Linked DNA regions of Rattus norvegicus: all the other regions are linked to region 1. Evidence: chromatin contacts called from public Hi-C data. All regions are on one chromosome and are shown on one strand. The core of a region is the stretch at or near the end of the contact, and the rest is flanking DNA. Distances in the headings are between cores, read along the strand shown.

Evidence for each region. Hi-C and Micro-C count contacts between places; a contact is called where the count stands out from the background.
Region 2: a Hi-C map of psoas muscle shows a contact between it and region 1, with 3 times the contacts expected there. The contact joins the enhancer-like site here to the promoter of Nr3c1 in region 1. A contact is called at or near these places in 4 of 12 Hi-C or Micro-C datasets (the A7r5 cell line, frontal cortex, mammary epithelial cells and 1 more).
Region 3: a contact with region 1 is called in a Hi-C map of liver, with 10 times the contacts expected there. The contact joins the enhancer-like site here to the promoter of Nr3c1 in region 1. A contact is called at or near these places in 8 of 12 Hi-C or Micro-C datasets (the A7r5 cell line, the Rat2 cell line, Schwann cells and 4 more).

The regions. Positions count from the first base shown.
Region 1 is chr18:31,611,282-31,615,007 of GRCr8, forward strand. Nr3c1 (nuclear receptor subfamily 3, group C, member 1) reads right to left here and starts at 2,158. Exons shown (of 9, transcript NM_012576.3): 1 at 1,753-2,158.
Region 2 is chr18:31,400,450-31,404,175 of GRCr8, forward strand. The region is part of intron 19 of Arhgap26 (Rho GTPase activating protein 26); the gene reads left to right. Among named protein-coding and RNA genes, the nearest start is that of Nr3c1, 210 kb to the right of the region's middle. Within about 2 kb of position 1,697, at least 5 of the 93 cell types and tissues checked have an H3K27ac peak or open chromatin away from gene starts, as enhancers often do.
Region 3 is chr18:31,477,142-31,480,867 of GRCr8, forward strand. All of the region lies in intron 22 of Arhgap26 (Rho GTPase activating protein 26), which reads left to right. Among named protein-coding and RNA genes, the nearest start is that of Nr3c1, 130 kb to the right of the region's middle. Within about 2 kb of position 1,765, at least 1 of the 93 cell types and tissues checked has an H3K27ac peak or open chromatin away from gene starts, as enhancers often do. A contact at or near this core is called in liver, where this site is marked.

The sequences.
Region 1 (3,726 bases), core at 908-3,407:
TTTACACATTTTATGATTGACAATTTCACCTGTGCCGATCCCAGCACTTCTAAACCTTTCAAGGTTCCTCCAAGAATTATGCACATTTTTATTTTTGAAAAAAAAAGCAGTGCTGAGCTGCTTATCTTGTAGAGCTAGGGAAAGGCTCTTACTTTGAAACTCTATTTTCAAATAAATATGCCTGTCTAGTATCACCTACCTTCAAATTTTGGAGATAAGAAATTATAGATATTATATACAGCCTAAAATGTATATCTTTAAAAACAGAGTAGAATTTGTACTGGCTTCTTCACTATAATTTTAACCTATTTAAATAGTGTAATAGAGCAAAGCTTATTAAAATTCCTAACACCAAGATTTATGGAATTGTATTCTTTTTTAAAAATTGTTTGATATACTCAGTATAAAATATTTTATCTATAAGTTTAAGATTTTTCTTTCCAAAGATGTAAATACCGGGAAAACAGAAAAACTGGACAGTCAAATCACATATAAACTCAAATAAACCCCATTCAAGAAAACGCTCAGAAAAAATACTCTCTGTAGTTTTAAACCTTTACTGTATTCCTCCAGATTGCTAGTATGTTAGTAATAATCAAAATGTTTTGAGGGGCTGGCAAAGACTATGACAAATATATTTGGGATCCCCAATACAATGGTAAACTTTTCCTGTACCAAGACATTAAGTATGACCACCTTCTCTGAAAGGGAAATTCAGGGAAGGTGGAGAGGGGTGGAACCTACCCTAGGATTCTTCCCTGTAAAGGGCTTCTCTCTCAGAACCCCGGTCGGTCCTATGCCTTTGATAAGGATCTCTAAATGTAAGATATCTAATAGACCTTAAAGAATTTTCAGACCTGCTTTTTTGACAACTGCCCCTTCCAGCCCGAAACCGTAACACTTCATAAAACAAGATGCTCCCTTAAGCGACATTTATCCCCCAGTTAAAACTGTAAATAACCCTGTGACATTAGTCACACGAACCTTGCCCAGGGTCTTAAGTGGTAAGGCTGCAATTACCGAGGCTGCAACCTCAAATGTCAAAGTAGCACTTGTCAAAAAAAAAAAAAAAAAATCGCTGCATCAAAAACTGCGGCTAGGGAGGGTCTCTTTCTAAAAGGGGACCACTCAGAAAAGTCAGGCGCGAAATCATGCCCCAAAGCTAGCGCCCAAGTTGTCGGGGGTGGGGTTGGGGGAGAAGGAGGGAGAAAGGTGGGAGGTGAAGGGAGAAATGTGTCCAGACCTGTTGAGTTCTCTGCGGCACGCCCACTTCTAGCAGATAAGGCCGGGCGGGCGAAGTCTGGGCTGCAGGCTGTGAGCCCCAATCCACCCTACAAGCCCGCAGCCCGGAGCCGCGCGCCCTGAGCCCGCCGGTCCCAGACGGCGCTCTACCTTGCCCCCCGGGAAAAGCGGGTGTCTCGGCGGCTCCGAGGACAGCGAAGACCCGAGGGCTTGCGGCAAAAGCAAAACCAAAAAGGACGCCAGACTCCCGCCCGGGCGCCCGAGGCTCCACGGCGGGGCAGCGCGCTGGGCCAGGGATGGCGGTGCGGGGAGAGGAAGCGCCAGCGCTGTCACCGCCAAGGCCCTTTCGTCACCGTCACCCTGCCCTCGCCAGCCTCCACCCCCAACCCCGGGCTGGCAAAAGTTTGCCAAGTCCGGCCGCCCCGGCTGCCGAGCCCCTAGGGGAGCGCGCCCAGTCCGGCTCACCTCAGCGCGGGCGCCCGCTCGCCCGCTCGCCCAGCCCCCGCTCACCTCAGCACCCGCGCGCTCGCCCGCTCGCGGCTCCCACCGCAGCCAGATAAACAAGTCGGCGTGCGGACGCGGGAGGCGCGCGTGTCACGGAGAAGGAAGTCAACAGTCGCCCCCTCTTCTCCATGGGGGAGGGGAGAGCCCCTAGCGCTGAAAGTCACCCGTTCCCGGCTGACAAGCCGGGCCCCCGCGCCGCTCCCGTCTCCCGCGCGCGTCCCCCGTCCCGGCGCCGCGCCGCCCGGCTGCGGCGTCTTGTTCCACCCACTTAGAATCCGTCCCCGACGGGCGGGCGGCGACTCGGGCTCCAGGCACTGACTCGAGCTCGCAAAATGGAGGAGGCGGAGGGGAGGGGGGGGAGCGCGGACACGCGAAAGGGCCGCCCGGCCGCGGCAGGCGAGCGGGACCGAGCGAGGGGCGGGCGGAGGCGGCGCCACGGCGCGCACACACTCGCACACACGCGCTCCCACTCCACCCCCGGCCGCTCCCCGCCCGAGGGGCCGCGCGGCGGCCGCGGGGAACGGTGCAACCTGTTGGCGACTGTCGGCAACTGCAAGGGCGCCCGTGGCCCTCGCCCTCTTTTCTCCCAGCGCGCGGTACCCGCCAGCCCGGCCCCGACGGCGCCTGCAAGCCCGCGGCTCAGGGCATCGCCTCGCTGGGGCGCGCGCGGCTTCGCCTTTCCCCACCCAAGGAACGAGAAAAAGTGCGGCAGCGGGTGCCGACCTGGCCTGGGAGGGAAACCGAGTTTCTTTAGTTTCTCTTCTCCCAGGCTCCCTCCCGCCCCCGCCCAGCTCCGAGGCTTGGAACCGCTCGGGAGCCCGCCCCGTGGGTCGGCAGCCAGAGCCCCCGAGGGTGACAGCCAGCCGGCAGAGCCGCAGGGGTGGTCCGCGCCCGCCAACTGCGGAGTTGCGCGAAGTGTGTCACACTAGCAGAGGGGCTACAGGATGGCACGGAAACGGTGCCGCAGAGCCCTGGCCGCTTGCTCTCGGGGCAGGACTGCAGACACGCCCTCTGGGGAGGCCTGGGGAGGGGAGCGCAGAGGAGAGGGTCAGCGCATACATACTGTGAGCCCGGGGGGGGACTCGCGTGCCGCCAGGTCCCCCACCCCCGCAGCGTCTGGGCGGCCCCGTCTGCAGCCGCCGCCGCCGCCGCCGCGCGCGCGCTCGCTCGCAACCGGGAGAAGTTGCAAAGCAGAACCCACCCTCCCCCGCGCCCCGATCGTCCCCCACCCTCTTCCCCGAGTCTGAGAGGCGGCGGCGGCGGCGGCAGCAGGAGGCGCCGCCTGCCAAGTTCAACCCCCACCGCTCCCTCCCCGCCTGCCAGCGCGCTCACACTCGGAGGAAGTTGCATGCCGAATGCAAAACCCTCTCAGAGAGCTGGGTTTCTTTGCACTTAAAAAAAAAATTGTGATTAAGGAAGCCTTGCGGGGCGGGAGGGGGTGTGTGCAGGCCTAGAAGCAAGTTGCAGACCGAATAGTAAGTTGCTGCTGAAGTCCGCCCTCCTCTTACCCAAACTCCTGACCTCTCCTTCCACCCCCTTCGGGGCCAGCATCCAAGCTCCCCGCGGAGGCCCCTCCCCCGAATCTTGACATTTGCTGCTCCAGGCTCGGTGCCTTGCTCAGCTTTCTGGGTTCCAGGGACCCCTCTGTCCCTCCAAATAAAACAAAAACATGCATCTTTAAAACGTCAGCTTTTAGCTCCGTCCAGCTGTGCCCAATACGAGTCCCCGGGTCTCCAAGAGAAACACATGGCCGGTCCCCCTAGGACAGGAAAGGGGCGTAGGGTGACTGTGCGGCCGCGCAGTACCTGCCCCTCGGGTGTCCTCTGTGTTAGGCAGGCTGGGGCGACGCCGGGACCGTGCCCCTCTACCTCATGCCATAGGCTAGGATTTGGGGGACTCCGGGAAAGGTGTTACGGTGTTGCTTTGGGGTGCAAGGAAGTAACTTTTGCTCCCCCACAGGTGCCAGCGCTTGGCACTTCT
Region 2 (3,726 bases), core at 447-2,946, 210 kb before region 1:
GATTGCTGTGGACATCATTAGCCTTACTGTGTGCTGCTGGCCTTTGTGTCCTGAAGACTCTGGCTCCTTGTGTCCTGCTTGGTTCAATTGCTGAAACAGGTGTCTGGGCAAGAACCTGATCCTGCTCTCCCTGTTGCATAGCAGGGCCTTGACTGTGGGCCTGCCTGAGGCCCTACTCCCCTAACTTGCTGTGGAATTACTACTGGGGGTCATATGTCCACAGCACGTGCCATGGGAAGCAGGGCCTTCTGCTTACTCTTACTCTTCTCTGTGTTGACACCTTAAAATTCTTAGAATTAATTACCGAATTAAAGAATTACTTCCTCTGTGATTCAAGAAGAAGAGTACAGTCATATTTCAATTTTTGTGACAAGAAACGTGTGTCCTAGCAGTTGGGAGGCAGAAGCAACAGGGGAGGATTTCTTTAAGTCTCAAGCTAGCCTCATCCACATAAAATGAACCATGCTAGCCACAGCTACACAGCACAAACCAGCCTCAAAACAAAGAAGAAGCAGTTAATCCATCACTGGAGGGAAGGTCTCACGATCTATTGGAGGTCAGCCAGTATTGGCTTTCCTACCAGCTTTACCACAGGAGAGAGCTTTTGCCTCCTTCCTCCTCAGTTTATTTGTAGGAGGAATAATAGTGCTCACCCTAGAGGGCAGACCTGAGGATTAACAAAATTAGTCATTACAGCACCTGACACAAGACAAGGCCAGTCCCAACACTCAACTGACATTTACATGATGCCTTCATGGTCTCGGGACATGAGAAAAAGGCCTGGTCTGTAAGGAGCTCAGCTTGAGTGCTTCCAACAGTGATGTTCACAGGGAAGTGTGTATCATGTCCTGTCAGAAAGCTCCAGATTGCCCCAGTGGGAAGGCTGCCCCCATGGATGAGTATGGATGACTTTTAGTAAGCCTCAGTCTCATATTCTGGCTGGTTAGGGATCGTGGTTTCCCCAAGTCTCAGCTTGTTGCAGAGATCAGGGACTGGGCCTGTTCTGTAAGCAGAGATGTATGCAGTGTAAGAATTGAGGCCTTGAGCTCTGCTGGACGGCTTAGGGCTACTATGAAAATTAACACGTGTCTGGTGTGCCAGCAGCAGGATGGGTCATCAGGGGACACTTGAATGGTGACGATGACTCCTATGACTATGAAGACTGACCTCTGTGAGCAGAGGCACAGAGAGGACAGCTACCCTCTTACCTTAGGAAGGAAAGGGCTCATATCTGCATTGTATCGTGTTGTTTTCTCTCTCAAGGTTTGTATACTTTTATATTGAAAAGTAAAGGCCTCTTTCTTACCATAATTCATAAAAACAAACGTTTTCTGCCCTTGAAACCTCATTGCACTTAAAGATGTTTTGATTTCCCATAGTAAGGCCACACCTTAGGAGTTAGCACCGTTTGGATTGTATTGAATACTTTGCTTTCATAAGTAAAGTTACTGTTATCATTCTTACATTTAAATTTGTTCCTGTCTGCTCAGGTCATTTCCTTTGTATCAGTTCCTAAGCGTAGCCCATGTTCTTGAACATCTGGTGGGGGTGTGGGTGGGGGGCAGCATTCTCTCCATAGTCTGCTGAGAACTTGGGCTCCTCTGCGTGTACTAGGGAACACTTGGAACAGGACTGACCTCATCCCCATCTGCTGAGGGAATAAGGCATCAGGCTACAGGGTAATGTGCTTCTCAGGTTTCCAGGAGTGCCCGGTCAACTGAGGTTTCCTGCTAAGCAGTATGCAGTGCAGCCGGGGACAAGGCAGGCTGTGTCGGTCATTTCCCCAGGCTTCAGGTAGTGCTGGGCTGTGGTCAGCCTAGAGTGGCAGCAGCCTTGGACCCGGTCCTGAAGCACACTTTACAGCATTGAGGGCAGGAGAGGGAGATGAGGTGAAAATCAATTAGATCTTTGACTGAGATTAGTGTTTATCTCAGGAGGCAGAAGTCAAAGTTAAGGACGTGTGAAAGTAGGCCTGTCTAAGCCATAGAACGGGCTGCTGTGTGCTGGTGTAGACAATGAAGCAATAGAGCTTCCTCCCAGTGACAGGAACTAGGGTTGCGATCTCCAGCTGCTTGGATACTAGTAGAAGGTCTAGCTTCTCTGAAAGGCATTTCAGTAGGAAACTGCGTGTGCATGTATATATTTGTATCTATGTCTGTGTGTGCATTGTTTGGCTGGCGTATGTGAATATAAAACTATGCATATTTTATAGTAAAAATAAAGCATTTGGGCACTTATTTTCTTCTGAGAAATGGAATGGTGACAGGCTGCTGTGGGAAGCTAAGCAGGGACTTCAGAGTAGACGGTGAAAGGAGGTATGGGCCAGGAGATGGGAAGTTTTGATGTAATTGTGTTTTCTAGTCACTGTCACCAAAAACTATAAAGTTTTTGTACACTTCACCCTCCTTTTTGTTCACTTTATTGACAAAGGCAGAATGCTTTGTCAAAGCAACCTGTGGAGCAAAAGCACAGGTAAGGAGTATACAGGCCATCCGTGAGAGCAGTTTGTATATTTCCTTAGAATCACATCCTTCAAATTATCTCGTCACAAACCTAGCTCAGTTCCTCCCAAATTTCAATCATTTATACCAATCTCCTCTTACTGTTTGGGCCACACCCAGAGTATTAGTGCGTACTGCTTGTTTAACACATTTTAAATTGATCTTAAAGCAACTCACTTATTTGCACAGCCTCAACTCTGGTTTTTGACCTGCCTGAAAACATGAATTTTGATGTACATATTACATTTTCCTGTACTATATGGTAAGACAAGTTCCTAGCTACTAAGTTAAAAGTATTCCTCTTCATTCCATCTCAGAATTACTTGTGGACCACCTGCAGAAAATGTCAAGTTCACAGACCTGGCTCCCTCTCAATTTTGACCCACTCTAGGCTTCCCTCTTAATTTGTGCACGTGGCTAGAGTTGAGCTCAGATGTTGACAGTGGACACTCACTGTTCGTCTGACATATGTTTGTTGTGACCCCTGTCTGTCACAGAGCCTGTACTGTTTGAAGGCTCACGCTAGGTGAACATAAACATACAGTATGTGCACATGCATGCATACCTCACCTTTGTTAAACACTGGGCAAGTCCTGCATAGGGAAGCTCATCTCCTCCTCTGTCTGTCTGTCTCTCTGATCTCTTTAGAGCTCTGTTACACTCCCATTTCTCCTTCATAGTACCTGCAGTTTGATAACAGTTGGGCAGCCCTTCTGCTGTCTGCAGGTGAGGTACTTGGTAGGAAGATTCAGAAACCATCCTCTGAGGTTCCAGTTATTTTCAGTAGATCATCACCTCTCTTTCAGGGTCTTGGTCCACAGACATTGAGATCCAGTTTCTCTCTCTTAGGGGTAAATCCGTACCAGTGCCTGTGGCCTTATGTCATCATCATTGGCCTCCTTTTGAAAGTCACATTGAGAGTTCATAGGTCTGGCCCTGTCTTTCCGTCTTCACCTCTGACTCATGGAAGTGTCCTGAGCACTAGATGGAGCTCATAGACATGCAGCTCATTTTCCAGGAGGAGTTTTTCCTTCAGCGTGGGTGGACTCGTCATACTCCCAGCCACCCATACGTGACTTAGGGCACCCATTTTTTGAATGAGTGAAGTCTTCTTCAGCTTGAATTTTATCCTCACATAAAGCTGCACTGATGAGGACAGTGACCTCTGCAGGCTGAGGAGCCAGGAAGTTTCTACTGCCCTGATGTAGGTGGAGAATTGGGTCAG
Region 3 (3,726 bases), core at 515-3,014, 130 kb before region 1:
ACTTAACGCATAGGAGACATTCAGCATGTTTCCTCATTTATTGTCAGGATCTTATGTCTGTTTTAGAAAAAGACTGTGGCACTATGATCTGTAAGCAAGGACAGCTTTACCCTTTGACTAACACGGTCTCAGCTTGACTGTCTATCAGCTAGCCATAGGTACTGTTTATATTGTTGGAGTGGGCCATCCAATCTAGAGTTCCTGGCACCAGGTGTATCCCACACCCTGTATTCTGCCCACCTATTAGTCAGGCATGAGTAGACAGAGTGGGAAACACAGTACATGGCGCAGATAGATCCCCAGCCTGGGCCTCCTGGGCCACCAGCAATTGGGACAACTGTATGTGTCCTGATTAGCCTAAGGTCCACCTCGATGCTTCCCCAAGTCCAGAATACTGTCCTAAAGTATTGGCTCTGTTGACTTTCTTCTTGGAGCTTTAATAATCAGAGCATATGAAATGGCTGGTGCAGCCACCTCTCCTGCCAGCAGCTGATGCTTGCAAGTCTAGCAGACTGACATGTCTAACAGGTCAGCTGAAGACTGTGCCGAACCATGTCATGGTCAGTGTGCCCTGCACAGAGCAGCTGTGCACCACCAGTACATGGTGCAGGTTCCCCAGCAGACAAATCAGAGTGGGCATCACTGCTGGAGCAGCTGTACCCCTGTCACGGGTGAGCGGTATATTCAGAGTTATTCGACTCTCGCCATTCTTTAATTCCAGGATAACACACACGCACACTCACACGTGTACACACGTATACACACATACATACACACACACACCCCACACATACACACACATGTGCAATCATGCTAGTTTCCCCCTAAACTTTCTCTATACAGCCCAAGGGAACTACCTAACCTATATTCTGTCTCCAAATATTGGCCTGTTTTAGGCTTTGGGCATTTCATACAAATACAATTATATAATTTGTGGTCTTTGAAACAGAATTTTCTTTTTTTTTACATGATGTTTTTTCCCATTAATCCATGTTGTAACATGTATCTGCACTTTATTTCTTTTTATGGCCAAGTAGTATCTCATTGTGTGGCTGCACCACCTTTTACCTGAACATCCACAGGTAGCTGCTGGGGTATCTGGATGGCTCTTTCTTTTTTCCGCTGTTAAAAATGATATTCTGTTGACATTCATGTTTGAGTGTTTTAAAAACGAGTTCTCCTGGGATTGCTGGATCGCATGGTAACTCCATATTTACTGTTTGAGGAAATGCCAGGCTATTTTTACAAGGAGCTTGTACCCCTTTGCATTCCCCTCCTTTCATTTTTAAGTTTCCTTTCAGAACAACAAGAAGTCAGGCAAGCACCACCATGATTTTTACTTCCCAGTGGGGTGCTCTGCTCAGCGGTTCTGGAGAACCACTGCCACCTCCTGCTGCCACTCCTGACGCCACCAGGGAACCACCACAAACCCTGTAAAGACACACATAGTAAGAGTGGTTCCCTTCCCACAGGCTCCTGCGATCTCCAGGAACCCTGCACAGTTCTCTTATGCTGCCATTGTGTGCATGCATGTGACTGTGGACATGCTCATGCCATGATACACACGTGGAGGTCATAGAACAACATGTCTGGAGTCAGTTCCTTCCACCTTTTTGTGACACAGCATCTCTCTTGTTTCTGCTGTGTGCTCCAGACTCCAGTCTGGCCTCCAGCCAGTTCTCCCTGCCTCCCACCTTACCTGGCACACCACTGGCTTTAATAGAGGTGCTGGGGTTCAAACACAGGTCATCAGGTTTGCACTGCGTGATTGTCCTTTGAGCTATATCCCTGGCCCTGGACAGATGCTAATCCACTTTCTAGACTGCTTTGCCTGGTGATATTTCACTGGGTCCTATTGTAGAGGAAAAATTTCTTTTCACTCTGTTGGAGAAATCAGTCATCCTAGAAGGAAATAATGACAGTAGGTAAAATGACCATTTTCTGTTGCTCCTATATTGACTCTGGAGAGCTGAGGTAAAGCCTTTGTCAGTAGCCTGGATTTTCTCTGCAGCTGTCGCATTTAAGGTTCCTACTGACAGGTTTTGAACACGTATGCCGCTGTCATGTGTGTGCTTTCTGTGTGGGATAAGGAAGGAAAGGAAAGGGTGTGGAGGTGAAAGTCCAAGGTTTCATAACATTAATCTCTCTGCCTTGGGATTTCAGGGCCCAAACTTTGACTCTGGAGTGGTGCTTAGTCAGCTCCTGGCCTCTGTGTAGCAGGGGATAGATATGTAATACTGGGAAATATTTCCAGTGTCAGCTCTTGCCAATCTACCAGGAAACTGCCCGCTCCAGCAGCACCTTAGACGGTAACTGGAAAGAGAAGTAATTTGTGTTCTCAGGAATATCATTCATCTGGAAGCAATATGATCAGCGGTACCCAGAAAAATCACATGGTGGTAGCCAAAATTGGATTCCTGGGATACTCTTTTCAAGTTTTGAGATGAGAGTCTGGGAGACAGATCAGTATGTGTAACCCAGTTGTCCTGTGGGTCCTCGGGCCTAGCACCCTGGGCCAGAGCAAATGTGGTAGAGGATCTGTAATCAGTGCTGGGGAGACAGAGACAGGCGGCTGCTTGTTAGCATCTTCTCTAACCGAATTCATGGGCTCCGGGTTTGATGGGAGACACTGTCTCAGGAAATAAGATGGAGGAAGACCGTGGAAGGCGCCAATACTGAACTGTGGCTTCTACACACACTTGCACATGTGTGTGCACACATCTCCCTTCACACAGCACAGCTTCAGAGCACATCTCCACAAACTTCCAGTCAACTGCCGCTTCTGTAATTAAGGTTTTATTGGCGCACAGCCACCCACGGTTTTGTTTTTACGTTTTCTATACTTGGCCATACACTGTGGCTCTTTATACGGAGCTTACAGACCACTGTTCTGAGGGCATATCTCGCTTTCTGTGTCTTAGGGCCTTATATCTGCTCTAAGCACTCCTGGCTGATACCATGAGAACCTTTGGGTTGTAACTTTCTGAGTTCCTTCCCTCTACCCAATTTTTCCCCTTCCCTCTCCTTTCTCTCTCTCTCTTTCTCTCCCTCCTCCCTTTCACTACATTTATTGATAATCTGTCACTACCCTAAGGGGACATGTATGAGAACACAGCACAGTGTCTGGGCCCTGATAGCCGCTTGTAAGACATTTATGTAATAAGTAGATGCCTGCTAATCACACATGTTCCTTAACTTCCCCAGTGGAGGTGTCTTCCCTGGGGTAGTCAGCCATTAGAGATCTTAGTCACACACTCACTCATTGTCCACAGTGAACAGGGCACCTGTGCTGTACCAGGTTATGCCTGTACAGGAACCTGTGTTGTACTCAAGGCTTTAGCAGAGAGAGAAGTTGGGCCCAAGTCAGTCTCGGCTCATATGATATGCTCACTGGGCTAGACTGTCACCCAGGCAGCTCCTAGTAACGCACCGTGTGTATGTAGCACATTGGACACCGGTGTGGGTCAGCCTGCCCACCACTTACTGAGTGCTTCACCAGCCAGAGTACCGAGGCAGGCGTAAGCACAATTCAGACTGCAGGTACAGGTCAGATGTCCTGGGACTCTTGTGTACCCCCCAGCTCTGTAATCTTTTGACTGGCTGCTTAACCTTTTGGAGCCTCAGTTTTTCATCTGAAAATGAGGATACTAGCAGAATTGGCTTTATTTTCACTCTGAAACACATACAGATGGAGTGCCTGTTAGCAAAGTTTCTGCTGTTTAGTGT